Linked DNA regions of Sus scrofa: region 1 is linked to region 2. A link is a contact called in public HiChIP or PLAC-seq data. All regions are on one chromosome and are shown on one strand. The core of a region is the stretch at or near the end of the contact, and the rest is flanking DNA. Distances in the headings are between cores, read along the strand shown. Region 1 holds the start of MYOZ1 (myozenin 1). Region 2 overlaps USP54 (inactive ubiquitin carboxyl-terminal hydrolase 54).

Evidence for each region. HiChIP or PLAC-seq counts read pairs in DNA pulled down with a chosen protein or histone mark.
Region 1: a contact with region 2 is called in an H3K27ac HiChIP or PLAC-seq map of skeletal muscle. The contact joins the promoter of MYOZ1 here to the enhancer-like site in region 2. A contact is called at or near these places in 2 of 5 promoter capture datasets (fetal skeletal muscle and liver), 29 of 47 Hi-C or Micro-C datasets (adipose tissue, alveolar macrophages, blood and 15 more) and 2 of 2 datasets of contacts at active chromatin or transcription factors (alveolar macrophages and skeletal muscle).

What each region holds. Positions count from the first base shown.
Region 1 is chr14:76,451,524-76,454,223 of Sscrofa11.1, forward strand. It overlaps MYOZ1 (myozenin 1), which reads right to left and starts at 1,423. Exons shown (of 6, transcript NM_001025222.2): 1 at 1,213-1,423; 2 at 1-24. The coding sequence starts at 6.
Region 2 is chr14:76,341,797-76,344,496 of Sscrofa11.1, forward strand. It overlaps USP54 (inactive ubiquitin carboxyl-terminal hydrolase 54), which reads right to left. Exons shown (of 25, transcript XM_021072539.1): 9 at 1,897-2,046; 10 at 163-331. Among named protein-coding and RNA genes, the nearest start is that of PPP3CB, 38 kb to the left of the region's middle. Within about 2 kb of position 1,330, at least 1 of the 83 cell types and tissues checked has an H3K27ac peak or open chromatin away from gene starts, as enhancers often do. A contact at or near this core is called in skeletal muscle, where this site is marked.

The DNA.
Region 1 (2,700 bases), core at 173-2,672, 110 kb after region 2:
CGGCATTGTGGAGGTGGGTGGAGCCTGGATAGGGTGAGAAGGGGGAGCTAAAGGATGGACAAGGAATGTAGGGGGAGGTGGCAGTGTCTACAGTAAGGCAGTGCTTAAGGACTTCAGGGAGCAAAATTTCATTAGATTTTCAAGGAAACATATATTCCCCTAAAAGGTGAAAACTCGTTGCTTTAGGGCTTCTCTTCTTGGGAAGCAGGGCAGAAAGCATAGATGCACCCCCTCCCCCTACCTTCTACCAACCTTTTTTCAGCCCTTTTACAAAGAGTTGGTGCAAGGCTTAGGAACAACAATGTGTATTGGGAGGCTGGGGGTAAAACAAACAAATTAATACAGGCAGGGCGATGCGACCAGGTTTCACAGGTTTGGCATGATTTGAAGTTTTTATTTGCAGGGGGCTCTCAGATTGGGAATGTCATTCCAAACTCTGGTCTCTCACTCTTCACCAAGTCCCGGGGGGTGGGGGAGTGGAGCAGAAAAAAATGTCCTGCCAGTGTTGACATGATCCAGCCAAAAACATTCTCCATAGGAAGGAGAGGTTATTGTCCCTCCATTCGGCCAGCTGGATCATGGCCTGGGAGGTCACAGCAATGTTCCTGCTCCCTTTCAGTCACTCCCCGCCCCCCAGACCCCAGAACTGGAGTGGAGAGGGAGGTCAGGGAACATGTGAACTCTGCTGCATGTCAATTCAGCAATACCATAGCAGTGGGAAATTCAAGGAGGACAGGCCATAATAATAGGATCTGGCCGTGGAGGGGGACAAGCTGGGGAAAAATACAGATTCCAGCCCCTCCTTCACAGAAGTTGGCACTCAGCAAAATGCTGTTTTCTGCTGAGTCCTGTCTCAAAACTCATATGCAATTCTACTAGCGTAGTGGGGTCTGGTGAGGCCAGAATCCAGGAATTGCTAAATGGACTCTCCCTGTACCTCTCTCAGCAGCAACCAGGTTCTTATTTCCCATCCAGTATCCCAGACCCCTTTCTTATTCCTCCAGGGCCTCCCCCATCATCTCCATTCCCCCCACCCTCTTGGGCCCTTCTCCTTCCAACTCTCGTGGCTCCCCTGAGCTGGACAACTGAGAGCTGAGTATAGATGGGGGAGGAGGGCAACTGCCCCAGGACCAAGGGTCACTGTTATAGACACAGACACAGCAGTTCATGGAGTGGGCTCCGACCCCTCTGGTCATAAAGCTGGAGACTTACCGGCTGCTCAGGCGGTGGTCAGCTCTCCCTGGGGTCCAGCAGCTTTGGAGGACTGAGCTGCTGTGACGGGAGAACCCGAGCTGGGCAGGCGTGGGGGCAGCACTGGCAGTGGGGGAGGGAGGGTGGTTATTAATAGAGATGATGAACGCAAGCAGCTCAAATGGCACAGGGGGTACCAAGACCCTGGAACCAAGATCCCTCCCTCCTTGCCCAGAGGCTCAGGAAGGGGAGGCAAAGGTCTTTGGGATTCTCCCAGGAAGCTGTCTGGGTCAGGGATTAGTCTGCCCAGGGACTCCCCTTCCTTGGCACCTAGAGGCTGAGATTCAAAGAAGCATTCAGGGAGAAACTGAAAACTGAGAGGGAGAAAGGAAGCAGGCAGCAAGTGGTGGACAGGAATTTGGAGTGGGAGAGTAAGAACCCGGAGAACATGTCCAGAGAGCCATTCAGAGCCAATCCAGGCTGGAGCTGGAGGGACAAATGGGTGCACTTTGGGGGTGGGAGGGCTTAAGGTGCTATGGTTTTTTTTGTTTTTTCCTTCTTTTTATGGCCACACCTGCAGCATATAGAAGTTCCTGGGCTAGGGGTCGAAGTGGAGCTGCATCTGCCAGCCTATACCACAGCCATAGTAACTCGGGGTCCAAGCCACATCTTTGACCTACACCACAACTCGAGGCAATGCCAAATCCTTAACCCACTGAGTGAGGCCAGGAGTCAAACCTGCATCCTCATGGTTACTAGCCAAATTCTTAGCTCGCTGAGCCACAATGGGAACTCCGAGGTGCTATGATAAAGGAAGGGAAATCTGTTCACAATGGAACTGCCCTTTGAGAGTTCCTTTTTTTTTTTTTTTTTGTCTTTTTTTTTTTTTTTTTTTTTTTGCTATTTCTTTGGGTGGCTTCTGTGGCATATGGAGGTTCCCAGGCTAGGGGTCTAATCAGAGCTGTAGTCGCCGGCCTACCCCAGAGCCACAGCAATGCGGGATGCAAGCCGCGTCTGCAACCTACACCACAGCTCACGGCAACACGGAACGCCGGATCGTTAACCCACTGAGCAGGGGCAGGGACCGAACCCGCAACCTCATGGTTCCTAGTCGGATTGGTTAACCACTGCACCATGACGGGAACTCCGAGAGTTCCTGAACAGGATGGTCTACCTCTGGAAGGGCCAGATCTTGGCAGGACAAGGGACCATATTAACCAAAGCCAGTACTTAGGCAGTCAGGGATAATGTGGGTGAAGATTTGACCAATTTCTGCCTTTCCACTCCCATTTGCCATTGGAGTGTTCAGTTCAGCCTGCTCTGCTGGATAGATGTCACTCTCTCTCCCTGGAAGTACATGTAGGCTCTGAACTGCCAGGACTTTACTCTCTGAGGTTCCTACTTAGCATTTTCCCCTAAGGGAGCACATACCTCATGGGATCTGGACTGTCCCATTCACAAGGGTCTAGAGACACCTCTGGACAGGGGAACAAGTTTGAGAAGGCCCTG
Region 2 (2,700 bases), core at 80-2,579:
AACTTGGGCTTCCGCACAAGTTGGCACTTCTTTCTTATCTCAGGGATAAGAAAGAAACTGGGTTCCTCCAAGCTGGGTTCTGTGCTAGGCTCAGGGCTGAGACCCAACTGTCCAGTGATCACGTTGGAGGGGGAGGGAAAAGTAAAGGGCTAGGCTGCTCACCTGAATCTTCACTATCGTAGCACGTCCTGCTGTATGACTGGAACTCAACTTGGGGGGGCAGGTCCTGGGTAGACACTGGGGTACCCTGGGGGTCTGCATAAAGCAGCAGCAAAGGCTGATAATGCCCCTTAATGCATTTGGTCACCACATCCTTCCATTTGGGCCCAATCTGAATCAGAAACAACCAGAAAGGCATGGCAAATATACTTCATATCCACAATTCAACACATATCTTTCTGTTCTATTTTTGAAGAAGATAAAAGAGATGAAAAGACAAGAGCTGGCCAAAGAGACAACAAAGGAGATCTCAGACCTAAACTTAATAGAATTTTTTGTTGTCTTTTTTTGTTAAATCCTTTTAGAAAGCACTAAAAACCCTATAAGAGATAGGAATAATGAATGAAATTACTTTCATTTCTGTAAAACATCAATTCAATTGTGAAATATGAATAAAAGTTCTCAAAGCTGAATATGTCATGTAAGGTGAATTCAGCTGCCTTGGTGATCAATCTTTTCACAGACATCAAATAAAAGTCCTTGTTTGAAATCTGTATTTTTATAATTTTATCCTAAATATTAAAATCATTTTTATAAAGCTAAAGATCAGGCAGAAACACTCTCACAGACTGAAAAATGACATTCCATTTCAGAGTTCACACACAGCAGGACATAAAATGTCAAACTGCTTAGAATAGACAGCTGAACCCCTCAGCCTTAGCTTTGTGCTGGATTCAGTGCTGCCACGGCAGTGGAAAAGAGCGACAGAATAGCCATGGAAACAACAATCCAACCAAATCCCCAAACTCATCCTCTCTGAAGTTTGAACCAGTCGCATTCTTAGATGATGTGCTCTTGGAGTCAGAAAACTAGCATAGTGCTTATTTCATAATGGACATTTAATAAATTTATGACTGAGTTATTTTAACTGAAACACATTTATATGCCTTGACTTACATACAAGTCTTATTTCATATTTTAGAAGGCAGGTATTATTTTTCAAATAAAAACCTAAAGCTCAAAGAATTTATGTAAGTTGCCCAAAATTAAAACAGTAAAAAAGATATGAAGAGAATCAGAGAATTTGACAAAGACTTTACTATTTGTGGAAGACACTATGTAAGATCCATGGATTGGTATAGATTATAGTCAGCAGTCTCCTAGCTACTGGCATCAAAAGAGGGTTCCTTACTGAGGCAGATCACCTAAACCAAACTACTTCAGCCACAGACTCTGTGGTTTAGATAGTACCAAGTTTCCAGCTTTAAATATCATCATAGCCTTATTTTCTCCACAGTATCTGTCAATCTAGGATAGAGTACTTCAGGGAGATAACAATCAGAGAATAATTCATAACAGCCCTAAGACAAAGTATTATACACTATTAATTCCAAGATTTGGAATTTTGAACTTCGTGCTAAGCTTATGACCTAACTTGAGGCATTAGATTGTCTTTGCTTAAACCAACCAATTAACATATTTTTCAAAAAGCCTTTTCACTCTAGATACAAAACTATGCTGAATGTTTGATGTAGGGGTTTATAAAAAACAGTAGAAGGTATACTGCTCCTATCCTCAAGGATCTTATTACTCTGTTGTTAAAGACAGGACTGATACTCTCATAAATTCAATAGATAGGCAGACGTTAAAATTATGAAAATGAATCACTGAAGACAAATAACTGTAGTTTTTTGTTCCAGTCACCAAACATGTCAAGAAGGGCTTAAATATTCCTACCTCCTTGACGTGAGCATCATCAAAATACATCCATTTGCGGATCTTTGTTTGGAAAAAGAATGTAGAATAATGTTTGCCATAGTAACAGATCATTCCGACTAAGTACAGTTCAGACTGCTTGGCCCGGTCATCTGTCACTCTGAAAAACAGCTGTGGGGAAAGAGGAGAAAGGAAAGAACAGTCACATAGTCAACCCTCTCACATTATCTCTCAGCAGACTCCATCATTTCTTAATTAAGCTACTGACTTGCTTCTCTACCCTTCAGCTAAGATTTTTTGCCAGTCCACATTAATCATCAGAAATGAACCTAAAAAGGCAAAATTTGGCAAAAAGTAAGACAGATAATGGCCTACTGGTAAGGTCATAATGTTTCTTCATACCTTTTAACAATATTTTCTTGCTGGGGCCTATCACAGGAGAGTCAGAAAAGTTGGGAAAAAATAAAGAACACTCTCAAGTTTCAAAAGTTATTTATCAGCTGGTCCCACAAATAAAAATTTCCTGCTGATAAACTAAGTAAAGGGTAAGAAGCCCTTAAAAGGAACAATCTGGAAGTTCCTATTGTAGTTCAGTGGAAACCAAATCTGACTAGCATTCATGAGGACACAGGTTCAATCCCTGACCTCACTCAGTGAGTTAAGGATCCGGCGTTGCCGTGAGCTGTATGTAGGTCACAGATGCAGCTCAGATCCGGTGTTGCTATGGCTGTGGCATAGGCCAGCGGCTATAGCTCCAATTCGACCCCTAGGCTGTGAACCTCCATATTCCTCAGGTGTGGTCCTAAAAAGACCAAAAAAAAAAAA